Linked DNA regions of Sus scrofa: all the other regions are linked to region 1. A link is a contact called in public Hi-C data. All regions are on one chromosome and are shown on one strand. Each heading gives the region's core, a stretch centred on a gene start, on an enhancer-like site or on the middle of the called end of the contact. The rest is flanking DNA. Distances are from core to core; before and after follow the strand shown. Region 1 holds the start of COMTD1 (catechol O-methyltransferase domain-containing protein 1). Region 2 overlaps DUPD1 (dual specificity phosphatase DUPD1). Region 3 holds the start of ZNF503 (zinc finger protein 503).

Region 1 (4,663 bases), core at 681-3,180:
TTGAAGGCTAAAGTAAGGCCGTCGCCCAGGGGCAGGAGGCTGATGTGGACCCGGGCATCTCTCAGGATGCGCTCATTCAGGTTTCGCACACACTGGACCACTTTGTCCTGCGGTTGAGGCTGCAACACCTCTCCATGGCACAAGACCTGTGGAGGGGTGGGGCATCAGGGGGCGGGGCCCGGGAGGTGCCAGCGCAGGAGGCAGGGACTGAGGACTCAGGTGAAAGCCTGGAAATACCTGGGAGTAGCAGTTGACGTGGTAGGGTTCTGGGGTATGGGGGCGGGGCGTAGGGAGGAGCCTAAGGAAAAGACCCAGCCCGATAGTCTTTACTCCAGGGCTGTCCCTTACATTGAGTACAGCGAGGACGCCCCCAGGTCGCAGCAGCTGAAGGCAGCGCTCATAGTAAGCGGTGCAGTTCTCCTTGTCTGCGTCCACCACGGCCACATCGAAGGTGCCAGCCTCGCCCGCGGCCAGGAGCTCGTCTTGCGGGAAGGAGAGGCAGATGCAGCTGAGTGCGCAGGCCGGCCCAGGCGCGGTGGCCATTCAGGACCGGCCTCGGAAGTGCCGGCCCTGCCTCCCTGCATGTGGCCGCGTACTAGGGGGCGGGGGTGCTGTCAGTGCCCAAGAAGCCTGCCCAGCGGACCCACTAGGAAAACGGCGCCAAGGCCCTTTCCGCTCCGTTCCTCACCCAGGGTTTCCAAGGCAGGCTTCAACCGAAGGTCGATCTTGTGCTCCTCCTCAGCCTGCGGAAGGGGCGGGGTCAGAGCCGGAGCTGGGGGTGCCGGGGCTCCAGTCGCCTGACCGGGACCTCAGGCATGGGGGACACTCACCTGCCTCCACAGGGGCCGCCCCAGCTCTGGGGGCCCCGCATCAACTTCGCAGGTCACCACGCGCCCGGCAGGCGGCAGCGCCAGGGCCAACGCTAGGGCTGAGTAGCCTGTGAAAGTGCCTGGGAACATGGACACCGACAGGTTCAGGCCAGAGTAGGAGGATGGCCCGGTGACTCCGGCCCCCAGTGACCCCGAATGAGCGCCCTACCCAGATCCAGCGCCTTCTTAGCCTTGATGAGGCGAGCCAGGTTGGCTAGGAGCTGGGCCTGCTCACAGGTCATCATGGAATCCCCCTGCGGCTGCTCCAAGGTCAGCTGCGTGGGAGAGGAGAGGGTCGCATAGCTCTGCCAGTTACCCAGCTCCACCCCAGGTTCAGAGCTTCCCCCCGCCCCGAGGGGGGTTGCAGGCGTGGCCCAGGGGCGTGCCCTCGCGGAACGCCCACTGAGAGCCGCCTGGGGAGCGGGAAAGCCCAGAGAGGGCCACCGCCCCGCCCAAGGTCACATAACCACGTGGGCCCAAATGGGCCCGCGGTGGGCGCCTGTTCCCGCCCCCTTGGCCCTGCTGACCAGCCGCAGACTCCGCAGCGCCGGGTGTTCCCGCAGGGAGCGGCTCAGCAGATACTGCCACAGGGGGCTGTCCTCAGGGGGCAGCAGTCGCTTCTCTTGCCGGGATCGCCGTGGAGGGAACCGTCTCCCTACCGGGTAGTGGGTGCTGGGATCAGGGACTGGGGCTCTTGGGCACCAGGGCTGACCCTCAGCCGCAGCCAGCCTCGCGGATTCATGGGCTCTGCTCCAGTGCCCGCCCGCCCGCGGGGGCTCTACTCCGGTGCCCGCCCAGGGGCTCTGCGGAGGGTGCCAAAGGCCCCGACATACTCACCGAGGAAGAGGCCGCTGGCAAAGGCGGCGCCCAGTGCGGCCGAACCCAAGGCCAGCGCGGCGGGCACAGAGAGCCGGGGCACCGGCTGGGTCATGGTGTAGGCTGGAGACGGCGGCGTCCTGTTCACCTGCGCTGAGGCTACTGGGACCTCCCTGGGACCCGCGGACCCTGGCGGCTCCACCCCGCCGGGGCAGTGACCTCGGAACTGCGGTCTCGAGTACCATCTGGCGGCAGCACTGCCTTACTGCAAGCCCCACCCAAGTGGATCCGTCGTCATCTGGTGGCCACGTTCGGAACTGCGCCCGGCGGGGAGGAAGCACTACATCAGGGGTTGCTTTCTTTCTCGGTCACCGGAGGTCTAGGGGCCTGAGTCAGGAAAGAAAAATGTGATGCTACTCTTGGTTATGGTTCTTCCTCATCGCTACCACTTTTGCTGAGAACCCCTTAGGGCATATTGGGTGGGTGAGTAGACCGTTGGTGTAACAGGATAGTAAAGGTACAAAGCGATAGAAATTAAAGGATCCCTGGGAAGGACTGAGAGAATCAGAGGAGGCCTCTTGGAGGAGGTTACCAAGGGTATCAGGCTGAAGGAGTGTAATTTTAGGAGGCATAACCAGAGGTGGGGTTCGGGAGCCCCGGGTAAGATCTGGTTGATTGAGCTCTGTGCCAATATCCTTAGTTAGAATCCTGCTCTTGGGAGCCAGCTAGACATAGGTGTGAGATCTTGGGCCCATCAGTCTCTCTGAGCCTCAGTTTCCTTTGTGTAAAACTGGGACCATTCTCTTACTGTTAATGGCACCAGATCCCATCCATGGCCTGGCACACAGTAAGTGCTCGAGAAATAGCAGCTGCTGTTATAATCATAGGTTGGAGTGAAGAAATCTTGGGGAGGAAAGTGACCGGAGGACAGGTGAGGCCCCTTTGCAGGGCTGTTGCGCAGGGCTGCCATCCAGTAAGCACTGATTGAACATCAACTGTGCCGAGTGGGGCTAAGAGAAAGGTGTTCCTGGCTTGTATTAGTGAAGCTGGGCTCAGAGACCGCAGGACACAGGGAAGTGGTGAGCAGCCCCAGCTTCAGAATTTGCTCTTCTGTACAGTGGGGTTCTTAGTAGTCCTAACCTCTGGGGGATGAAATGAGAAAATCCGGGTGAAGGATTTACACAGGGCCCGGCACTTAGTGAGCTATAATTATAAAAGGAGTCAAATTCCATCAGACAACTCTGCGGCTGTCCCCTGACACGAAGGGCCCTCCAGCCCTTCGGCAACCACACTGGGCAGACTGGAACTCCACCAGGGGCTTCCCAGGCGAGGCTCAGCCCCAGCAGGGCTCAGAGACAGCCTTGTTGCTGGGTTTGTTGAGGGACTGGCTTGGCTAAGCCTGAAGTCCCGGGCGAGCTGGGACTGATCCGAGCTTCGCGAGCCCTGGGCCAGGGTGAGCGGGGCGGTGGGGGGTGGGTGGCGAGGCCGCGCAGGGGCGGAAGGCGTGGCCTCCTATCAGACACAGGGGTGGGGCTGATCCTTTGACCAATCAGTCCACAGTCCCGGGCGGTATTCAGGGGAGGAGCCCGTGGTTTGCTGCTGGGTGGGTCTGGGTCCGCCCTCCCAGCTCCTCCCGTCTGCCTGTTGCCAAGCATGCGGCCAGCTTGGAAGAGAAGCGTTTTTCCTCTTACCTTTTGATTATCTACATCCTGCTTGGCCCTGTAAATGTTTCCCAACCTGACTATGAGTCTGATTCTGCAGGGTAAGGACTGAAGCCGCTGTCCTCTTCTCTTCCAGAGCTGTGCACACAGCAAGTGCTAAATAAATGTTCCCTGAATAGTGTGCTGGCGGTGCCTCGGGCTCTTGGCTGCCTGAGCTGCGGGTCTGGACAGTAAAAATAGTAACAATAAGGGACATTTTATTGAGCACCAGCCACTATACATCCAGCCTCCACGTGAAGCTGCGATATTATTCCCATTTTCCAACGGAACAAACCACAGCTCAGAGAGACCATTCCTCCATGCTTACTCCGCAGGTCCTGCTCTATGCTTTCTTAAGTCCTCTGGCCAGAGAGGGACATGCCTATAAGCTCTTCTGACCCAGAGGAAACCAGACTCCCACGTGCTTTCCTAGCACCTTTGCTGGGGCCCTTCCACCCCGGCACGGCTGGGGCTGCAAGCCTGTACTCTCTTTCCTGCCTGGGGGTCTGGGTTTGGGCAGACCCCCAGCTCACACCAGAGCCTCTCTCCGGAGCCTGGTTTCAGGCCTCAGCCTGTGGAGGTGGGCGGCAAGCAGGGAGGGGAGGCATGTCACCATATATCCCCGTCAGATTAAAAAACTAATTTGAAAAGATTAATGTATTCCATTCTTGTTACGCTGGCTCTGATACCTCTGGGCCCGCGGCTGCTCTGCCTCCTGATTATTGAATTTTTATGGCCTGGTAATTAATTGCAGATTCCCTGTTTTGTTCTATTTCTTTTTCTCTGACATTTTAATTTCAACAAAAAGCAGTGGTCTCCATGCAGGTTCTCTCTGGAGATCCTAATGGTCTATAAAACAGAATGACTTATAGACGTGGCACCCACTTCAGTTGGCGAGCGATTGTTTGAAACCTTGCTGATCACGCAAAATTTAATTTTTCCACCTCCCTCCCCCTGTTCTCTACTCATTTCTTGTCTCTTCTATTACAGCGCCAGTGTCTCAGCTCACAATGAAGGGAGCAAAGTGTCGCCTCTGAATCTGTTACAGAGGCTTTTCTTAGAAGGCCAGGGGGCTGAAGGCAAAGTAGGTTTTGATCCTTTTCCTTGGTGGTGGCCCCATGGTGGCAGTGGGAGCTGGGCCTCCCTAGAGGGCCACGTGGATGTGGGCTGCTGCCCCCAGGGGTGGGGAGGGGGGATCATTTCTGCCTCTCTCAGTTGCCCTTTGCCAAATGCAGCTGCCCCATTCAGGCACCAATACAGCTGAGGGCAGAGAGGATG
Region 2 (4,663 bases), core at 852-3,351, 180 kb before region 1:
GCTACATGGCTTGCTGGGCCTCCCTGGGGCAGAGGGTTTGTCCCCAGACTCTCAAGGCACTGCTCCCTCTTTGCTCTGTGGCTCTGCTAAGGACCACCCTTTGGGCATTGAATGGTGAGAAACTGCATGGGCTGCCTTTAGCCTGTTCCCAGCATGGCCCACAGCAGAGGAAGCCAGAGGCTCTCTAGGAGTTAGAGGCCAGCCAGGGGTAGGGTCCCAAGCCAGGGGAGTATTGCCAGGTTGGCATTTTGTAGATCAGTGCCTTTCAAACTTTTTTTGTGTGACCCCCTCTACACAAATCATAAAATTCACGGCTCCCTCCATGGTACCTGGGCTCACCCTACCCCCATATTCAAGCCCAGGCCGCTGATGCCAGAGGCCTGGATACTAAGGCGTCACATGTGTGTGTATATCAGATAAGAATTTCACCACATAATTTGTGCTTTTATTACATGCAATGCATGCTGACATTTTCTCTTTTCTAATCTATTCCATTAAAAAAAAAAAAGAAATGCTGGCTGCAGCTACTAAATTGATTTCTTTTTGTTTTTGTTTTTTTTTTTTGTATTTTTTTGTCTTTTCTAGGACTGCACCCATGGCATATGGAGGTTCCCAGGCTAGGGGTGGAATTGGAGCTGTAGCCGCTGGCCTACGCCACAGCCACAGCAATGCTGGATCCTTAACCCACTGAGCAAGGCCAGGGATCGAACCCACAACCTCATGATTCCTAGTCAGATTCATTAACCACTGTGCATGATGGGAATTCCTAAATTGATTTTATAACCCACTGATAGGCCACAAACTAGGTTTGAAAGATGAACTATTTTTCCTTTGGTCTTTACCAAAAGGTGGACTCCCACAATGTTATAAAGAAAAGATGAATCCAGAATCTTACTGTTCACTACTGGCACGTCTTCCCTGGTGACCAGAAGGTAGGCCTCTATCACTCAAATCAGACTTGTAGGTCAAGCCTGTTATCCACCAACCCACCCAGACCCATTTCCTTGGTTTAGGGGGTGCCCTTTGCCTTCCACTCACTGCCAGGGAGCCTGCAAAGGCAAGGTTCATACATCTACCCAAATAGCTCTGCACATGCAGAAGTCCTTGGAAAAAGGATGCATGGTGTGTTTTTAAACTGCCAGTGGGCAGGCCTGTGGGTGCTATAGTGGGTCAAGAGACCCTTAAAACACCCTGAAAATCTGGTCTGGTTAAAGCTTAGAGGCACCAGAGACTCAACCTCCTGCTCAAACGTAGACTTCATTTATTTATTCATACCTACCTTATCCGTGATAGATTTTAAGATGGCTTCAAAATCAGCCTATGGACTGTTTGTTTAAGAAAAAGAAAGACTGAAGGGAGAGTGGTGATACTAAAAGCTGAATGTTTAGAGCCTCGTAGTAGCTGCCCTGGGATTTCTTAGAAGATTTCATTAAATTAAAACCACGGTAATTCAGCTCGGAGGATGCCAGGCCAGGAGCAGGGATGGCAGCCCAAATGGGGCTCCCGTGGCAGTATTTTCGTCAGTACTTCTTTTTCTGATGAAGAATGACTAGGTCGGTTGTTTTAGATCCTCTAACCAGCTGCAGTGTCTCACCTTCCATAATATCTGGAGACCCCATATATAGCAAAGTCACCAGATGCTCCAAGGAAGGACAATGGACTCTTCCATGAGGCCTGAGTGACAGAAGAGATTCCCACTGGCCTCTGATGAGCTCTGTGACCCATCACTTGGCTTCCCTGGGTCTCTGTTGCCCCAGCGCTCAGGGTAGAACACAGAATTAGATTCTAAGATTTTTCAGGAGTGGCTGAGGTTGCCTGGTGGGCTCTTTGGGAAGGCTCAGGTCAGGGGAGGGTAGATATAGCCATGGGCCCCTGGGGCTGGTTACAGACCACGCATGCAGCTCTATAGCACTGCAAAGGTTGCCTTTCAAAAAGAGTGATCAACACTGGCCCTGAGGGGCAGTGGTGGGAAACAGTGAACACTAGGCTGAAAGGAGCCAAGGAAGAACAGGAAAGACAGAGTGGAAAAAGATAGGTCTTGCCTTTTGGCCAGACTGTCCGCTGACACCTCTGACATCAAGAGTATAATAAGAAACATACGAGAGCATCTGGCTCGACCGTGCTACAGGAGTGTCCCTTGGCTTTCCAGAGTGTGACTGGACCCATGCAGGCTGCCTGCTTCATGTGCCATGCGGGCTGAGCACCTGCCATCATCACAAATGGAGTCTGGGACGATGTCGTTGCTGAGCTAACGAGTGTTTTATTTTGTTACGCTGACTACTCAGGGCACAGGTTACAGACGGACAGCCATTGAGTTTCTTTGGTTTGGACTTGGCTGCATTTTCAGAAATGTTCGATTTGTGGCCAAGGCTTAAAATTTGAGCAATGTTATGTGAAAGTCCCGACTGGGGACTTTTCCCGAAATGTGAGATCTGCCGCCCTGGCACGATTCTCACAGGACAATCGTTGATTGGGACTGAGTAGCAGCTGCCCCCTTGGGAAGGGATTTGGGGCTCTCAGCTTAGCCACAGGCACCCCCTAGCCACAACCCTGACCTAACACACAGCCAGCTTCACCCATCAATGGCCTCTGCCCAGTCCTGAAGGGCTGGCCCTTGAACCCTCATCTTGAGCACATCTTTATTTAATTAAATTTAATTAATTAATGAATGAATGTTTTCAGGCCTATACCCAAGGCATATAGAGGTTCTCAGGCTAGGGGTCCAATCAGAGCTGTAGCTGCTGGCCTACACCACAGCCACAGCAACATGGGATCCGAGCCACGTCTGTGACCTACACTGTAGTTCACGGCAATGCTGGATTCTTAACCCACTGATCGAGGCCAGAGATTGCACCCACATACTCAGGGATACCAGTCAGGTTCATTGCCGCTGAGTCACAACGGGAACTCAGAGGATGTCTTTAGATACACAAGTGCAAAGCGCACAGAGAAGAGAATCCAGCCTCCCACTTGGCACCAGGGTTCTATCTGCTCCCCACCCCCAGCCAAGTGGTCTAGCCTGCATGTCCTCTGCCCTGTATATATACTTTCCCCTCCTGACCTTTTCTTTGCTAGGTGTTTTCAGCCACCAGGTCTACCTGTACAATCCACACCCGCCTGACATTACCACATGGATGCTCTGTGACCTGCCCAGCCCATTCTTTCCTAATCCAGCAGTGGGCGCAGACTCTAAAATGATGTGCCAGGAACCAGACAAGCTGTCATGTGTGTATATTGTACCACTGTAGTTCAAAGTTGGAATGTCTTTTTTCCTTTTTTTTTTTTTTTCTTTAGGGATTGGAAATTTTATTATTATGATGAGCACGTGCTGGTGAGGTTATATGCTTGGTGGTGCGCGACCTCTCTTTATCAAACACATGTGAGAGCCTGCTGTGCACCAGGGTCTGTGCTAAGTGCTTTATGTGGGTTACTGCTGATCTTCATTATAACCTTTCAAGGTAAGTGTTTTCATCACCGGATGGAGAAACCAAGGCTCAGAGAAATCACCTTGTTATTAAGTTGGGCAACGTGAATTTGAACCCAACCCTGTCTTCTCCAAAGCCTACCAGACCCCTTCCATTAAGAGGCTAAAGATATAGAGAGTAAGGGCAAGTGAACACATTAAACAGAATCAGAAGGATTGGGTGGTTGTAGCTTTTTGCTTTTTTGTGTTAGATCTGTTTTCAGTTAACTTCAAATACCATGAGGCGAATTTCACCTCATGGTGATGAGTCAGAGTCCAGTTGCTTTTTGATCCTGCTTGGAAACCCAGAATGTGCCTAACACAAAAGATGGTCCATAAATAGACTCATAAAAAAGGATGACTTTGAAATGAGGCGTTGCCTAAGACAAGGACTTCAGCTCTATGGTTTTTGTTTTTTTTTTTTTTTCTCCCATTATGACACTGCTTTCTGAACCAAAATAAAGATAAGGTCTGGGAGTATCCTGCAGACATGGCCTAGGCCCACCTGCAGGTTGCATTTCCTAAAGCAGGCCAGTTGGACCATCAATGAGCCTTGTAATCCCAACCACTTGTGGCAAGAAGGCTTTCAGTAACTGGATACCCTGAATTATGTGATGGCCCCATAAAGGGGTGTGACACATGGGGCTGAAGTCACAACACAGATCAGGGAGTTGAAGTCCCCCTGGCCTCTATGGAATGCCACTGAAATACATCCTGCGGCAATCACAGCATATTGTCTTACCTGGATGCATAGCTGCACTGCCCTTCTCTCCATAATAGCCTTGAAGCCTTTACCTGCATTAGAGCAGCTAAAACTGCACTTTGAGCACAAGGACTAACACTGTGATTTAAAAGGTGGTTAATTAACCTTGGGAAACTTGGACATCATGAGTGCAAAACTCAGATTCTCCAATATAGTTTGCCACTTAAAAGAATAGGCTATCAGCTTTCTACAGGAGGGTTCACTAGACTGAATATGATTGGGATGGGAGGAGGTTTGGGTCATATGAGCTTAGTTGACTGACAGGAGAATCTAGTCTTCCCTAGATTGCCATGCAAGTTAGCTCCCTGAGGGTTTTCTAGTATGGAGGCCCTTGGCTGTTAGTATGGTTTGGGCCCAGGCACAATTAGCATTTAGGCAGCATCCCAGCTCTGAGGGCTCCCAAACTACCCCAGGCATTTGGAGGATGACTGCTGTGC
Region 3 (4,663 bases), core at 1,039-3,538, 140 kb after region 1:
GCCACCGCCGCCGCCTGCCTCTTGGTCCTTCTTGTCGTCCTTGCCCTCCGGGCCGCCCCCGGCCGAAGGCAGCATGCCTCCTGGCGAGCAGGCCGAGGCGCTGGAGCTTGGGCTGCCTGTCCTGGGCGTGAATGGCTGGCAGGTGGCGCTCGGTACCCGGAATCCGGATTTCTCCGTCGAAACCCCCCCGCCGCCGCCCCCGCCGCCCCCGCCTCCGCCGCCGCCGCCTCCCGGCTCCTTCTTATCCGAGCCCGGTTTGGAGTACGGCTTGAAACTCGACTTGTCCTCCACGCCGATGTCGCTTAGCTTGAGGGGGCCCGACTTTGCGTCCTTGTCGCCCCCGGCGCCGCCGCCAGCACCGCCCGCGCCGCCCCCGTTGGAAGCGACGGAGGAGAGTTTGGAAGAGGGCGAGGGGTCGGGCTTCCCGATCTGCGAGCATGTTTGGGCCAACAGCGCCAGCGGGCTCTTCTTGGCATCAAGCTGTGGGGTCAGACGTGGGGGGGGGGGGGAAACAAAGAAAGAAGGGGAAACCCTTTAGAATCCTGGCTTTTAGGTTTCAAACGCACCTCTGTAATGACCTGCAAAGATCCTCCCAGCCCCAAGGCGCAATTCTAGGCGACACCCCTTCTACATACACACATTCTTGCTTTTGAGAAAGGCGACAGCACCCTTCCCCCCCCCCCCCCAACCCCACCATCAGGATCTTCTCCGTCCTCTCAGGGATAAATGGATTTGGAAACAAAACAAAACAAAACAAACCGCACAAAATGTTTTGGTTTCTGACTCTTTGACCTAGAACTGTAGCCCTCTCCCCCACCCCATCCCTAATTCTTCCGAGTAAGGGCTAGGGCAGTTGGCGCCTTAGAGGCTGTGCACAAATAACCAGCTTCTGGGGAACCGGAGGACTGCGACTTTGGAACCAACCATATTTTGGACTCCAGTAGGTCTTCTGGGCTGAAAGTAAGGGGGCCTGAGTCGTGGAAGGCGTTTTAATACCAAAGGGAGAAACAAGTTTTGGCTGCCTTGTCTCTCAGCATTCACACCCCGTTCTACCTCCTCCCCCCTTTCCACCCTAGTTTTAAGGTGCGGGAGCACTATCCTCTCCCCCCATCCCGAAGCTGAATCACTCCGATACCCCCACCTTCCAACCCCCAGATCCCGAGAGCAGCAGCCGGGTGGTGGTCCCAGCGCGATCCGGGGATAGGGTCTTTACCTCTATGGGGCTGACAGGAGTGGAAGGCAAGGGCTGCAGGTATTCGGGGTGCAAAATGTGGCCAGTCCGTGCGGTCAGCATCTTCAGCACCTTGATAGGCAGGCGGTTAGCCTGGCGGAGAGGGTCAGAGGGGGGCACGGCGTGCACAAAAGGCTTGGTGCTGCCGGCCGGGGACGAGCCTGGGCCGGGGCCGGAGCTATTTCCAGAGAGCGCGCTGGTCCAGGCAGGGTCCGCACTGCTGCCGCCGCCGCCGCCGCTGTGCTTACTGCTTCTTAGGGCAGAAAGCGAGGGCGCTGTGCTCATGACCCACCCGCGCGCATGGGAGCAGCGGGGGGAGGGCTCCGCGAGGCGCGGGGCGGGCTCGGGGCTGCGCGCTCGCCCGGGGAGCAGGAGCAGCAGGAGGAGCTGGCGAGGCGGCCACCGGCGCCCAGCGCGCCTTCTCGGCGCCTGGAGCCAGAAGCGAATAATCCTGGGTGGCCCGCAGCGGAGCCGTGGCCGAGCGGGAGGAGCCGGCCCGACTGCGGGAGTGCCGGGTGGCTCGCCGTATCCGCCTCGGGCTGTGCCCCTGCGCTGCGCACTCGCGGCCCGGCGCTGGCGCTGCGCTCTGCGATGTGAGCCGCTGCCTGTCCAGCCGGGGCTCTGGCGAGGAAACTCACTTCAAAAGCAGCTGCACCGAGGGGGAGATTAAAGCCTTTGCCGCCTTCCAATCAAATGGGAGCCCGAGGTGATTGGAGGGTCAAGGGGATGTGACGCGTCCCGCGCCGCTGCTGCCGCCGCCGCCAGGACTCTCAGCACTGGTTTTAATGGGCAGCTCCCACTTCGCCTCTCCCCCTGCGTGTCCCCTCCCTTGATTTCGCTCGGAGGACGAGCTGGACATTTATTCTACGTTTGCTATCTGCCGCCTCCCTCTTTTTTCTTCCTCGTCGTCCTTCCTTTCCCCAGCTCGAGAATAAACTGAAACCTTTTGCAGGAGGGTGCGTATGAGGAATAGATTGAGGGTGTTCGTAAGGAGCTCCGGCAGGAATCTGGACCACAGCCGGACTGTCAACTCCAGGGACGCACAGGGGGCGCACACAGTAAATATTCTCTCCTCCTCCTCAGTAACTGAAATCAATTGCGGTGCGGCCGCCTGGGTAAGGAAAGGTGGGGAGCAGGCGTTGGAGTTGGTCCGGCTGCCCGCCCGCTTTGATTTCTTGAGATTCGGCGGCGGAGAAACCAGAAGTCAGGTGGGAAGAGGAGGCGGTGGAGGCACGTCTCCGCTGGGTGTGCTAGGCTCCCCGCCCTTCCCGGCCACGTGACGCCCGGGGATGCGCAGATTGGGGCAGGAGCGGGGGTCACATGTTTCCTCTGTTTCACACTCAGCGCCCCCCCCCATTCTTACTCTCCCCTGCCACCCTCTCTTCTTCTCCCCCCTCCCCACCAGTTCTTTGGGCATCTCCACCCCTCCATCAATTGTCAATGTTCCTCGACCGCAATCAATCAGTTATTTGTCAGCTCTTGTCAATCCGCCGGTGATTTATGTCAGCTTTTGTTGCTGATTACAAGGCGGGTGCGACTTGAAGGGAAAAAGAGGGAGAGAGAGACGGAGAGGAAGAGACCGAGGGGGAATTGGAAGAGGGGGAAAGAGGAGCAGCCTCCTGGGATGAGAGCTGGGGGCTCTAAGAAAAAGAATGGAAGAGGAGAAAGACGCTCAGTGTCGGGAAAATGAATAGTGAGAGTAAAGTGCGCAGGTGCGCCCAGGGCGCCGGGAGGGGTGCTCTGGCCTGGGGTGTGCGCCTCGTTCCTTTCGATATCGGAGATAGGTACACCCTTCCACCTCTGGGTTTCCTGTCCATTGGGGCCGCGGAGTTAGGAGCCGCTCCGGGTATCGAGACGGGCGGTGGCGACGTCTAACACGGGAGATTTCCACCCCTACCCCCAGCCCCCAGTCAAGATAGTCCCTCCTGGACGTGTAGCGTTCAGTCTTTAGGCTGCCCTGCCGCGGACCCCACCCCGCGTAGTGCCGGGACCCTAAACTCGGAGACTTCTAAGAGCCACACCACCAATATAACCTTGAGTCCTGGAGGTCAATGATGGGGTACCCCTAGCCTCAATTCTTTGACGTCTCCACAATCGTGGCTAGGGCTAGGAGGCTACAAAGAAGAGGCCTGACCGTGTGTGTTTGGGAGAGATACATTTCAGGCTCACTCATGCCCCCTCCTCAACCCTTCCTTCACCTTGCGCCATCCCCGCAGGCTAGATAGCCGGTGTTACTCCCCTCTGCCCGCTAGAATTTATTGGAACGCCGAGCCGGGACTGACCTGCTCAGAGAAAGCAGAAAGAAGGAACGAGAGAGGGAGGGAGTGGCTGCCTGTGGGAACACTGGCTCTTCCAGGGAAGCGGAGCGGGACTGCCGCGTTCCCCTCGATTTGCACCGTCACTCGGGCTGTTTGGAAGGAAGAGGGGAGGCGCTGTGCGCGACTCTGAGTACCTGGATCTGGGTGCAGAAGTGTGCATGAATGCCTGTGCCGCTGTGTGAGTTGTCAGGGCTTTGGTAGCGTTGGGAGCGAGTTCGGGGGTCACCTCCAAAAACTCGCAGAAACTGGAAGGGGTCGAGAGCGAGGACACATCCCCTTCCTCGGAAGGACTTGGAAGACTTTGAATCTACCCTCCCCCACTTTTCCGCCCCGGCTCTTCTTTTGTTGTCAAGTCCTTTTGATAAATGGTGGGGCAGGGAGCGCAGGGGAGCCGGGAGCCAGTTTGTATCCGCGCTGGGGGGTGCGGGGGCTGGGCCTGGAGAGCCGGTTTCCACCGGCGCTCACCCGCCGCTGAGCCCCTTGGGCGTGGAAGTCGGGTGTGGGACTTGCCCTCGGCGTGCTCGCCCTCTCCTCTCTCATCACCTCATTCCCCTCTCCCTCCTCTCTGTCTGTCTATGTCTCCCACTGAACAGTGATACCGAGAACTTTCTGGGGGTGAGTTTTAGAATTTTCTCCTAGGCATTCTTTTTAGGCGTTTTATTCCTTGATCCTTTAGGTTGGTAAACTTAATGAGATTGTAACTTGACTAAAGATAATTTGGAGAAGAGGGGAATGGGGCGGTGTGTATATGGGGAGTCTGTCAGTTATGAGTGCCTGTGTTTAGGTGTAACAACACACCTGCCTTCAAGGGGGTCTGGAATGTCTGCCTGTGCGACAACGGAGGAAGGTGAGTCCGTTGAGACCGTGGCAAGGCCACATGCGAGGTGGTGAAGGTTATATGAATAATCTTGGGGGAGTGAGTCCTAGGTGCCCTTTCTGAGAGCGGGACAGTTCTGAACTGTCTCCGCAGGGCAGACCCTGTGAGGCCAATGTATCCTGAGGGTCTGTTAGTGTATGTCCGTGTCTTTGGGTGCGCGGCTTTCGAGTTGTCGGCCCAGATCAACTGTCGATCTCCCAGCTCCGCAAGCCCAGCTGTGGGCCCCGGGTCGCCGCG

Evidence for each region. Hi-C and Micro-C count contacts between places; a contact is called where the count stands out from the background.
Region 2: a Hi-C map of skeletal muscle shows a contact between it and region 1, with 4 times the contacts expected there. The contact joins the enhancer-like site here to the promoter of COMTD1 in region 1. A contact is called at or near these places in 12 of 47 Hi-C or Micro-C datasets (alveolar macrophages, embryonic fibroblasts, epiblast stem cells and 7 more) and 2 of 2 datasets of contacts at active chromatin or transcription factors (alveolar macrophages and skeletal muscle).
Region 3: a Hi-C map of liver shows a contact between it and region 1, with 3 times the contacts expected there. The contact joins the promoter of ZNF503 here to the promoter of COMTD1 in region 1. A contact is called at or near these places in 9 of 47 Hi-C or Micro-C datasets (embryonic fibroblasts, heart right ventricle, liver and 4 more) and 1 of 2 datasets of contacts at active chromatin or transcription factors (skeletal muscle).

The regions. Positions count from the first base shown.
Region 1 is chr14:77,784,941-77,789,603 of Sscrofa11.1, forward strand. It overlaps COMTD1 (catechol O-methyltransferase domain-containing protein 1), which reads right to left and starts at 1,931. Exons shown (of 7, transcript XM_021073150.1): 1 at 1,707-1,931; 2 at 1,397-1,524; 3 at 1,039-1,144; 4 at 831-949; 5 at 689-743; 6 at 349-482; 7 at 1-146. The coding sequence starts at 1,800. LOC106507128 reads left to right here and starts at 4,258. Exons shown (of 7, transcript XM_021073149.1): 1 at 4,258-4,469.
Region 2 is chr14:77,608,275-77,612,937 of Sscrofa11.1, forward strand. The region is part of intron 3 of DUPD1 (dual specificity phosphatase DUPD1); the gene reads right to left. LOC110256662 (a long non-coding RNA gene) reads left to right here. Exons shown (of 4, transcript XR_002338519.1): 3 at 849-932; 4 at 3,295-4,663. Among named protein-coding and RNA genes, the nearest start is that of DUPD1, 33 kb to the right of the region's middle. Within about 2 kb of position 2,102, at least 2 of the 83 cell types and tissues checked have an H3K27ac peak or open chromatin away from gene starts, as enhancers often do. A contact at or near this core is called in skeletal muscle, where this site is marked.
Region 3 is chr14:77,926,466-77,931,128 of Sscrofa11.1, forward strand. ZNF503 (zinc finger protein 503) reads right to left here and starts at 2,289. Exons shown (of 2, transcript XM_021073148.1): 1 at 1,214-2,289; 2 at 1-480. The coding sequence starts at 1,516. LOC106506044 (a long non-coding RNA gene) reads left to right here and starts at 2,955. Exons shown (of 3, transcript XR_001301017.2): 1 at 2,955-3,727; 2 at 4,334-4,396.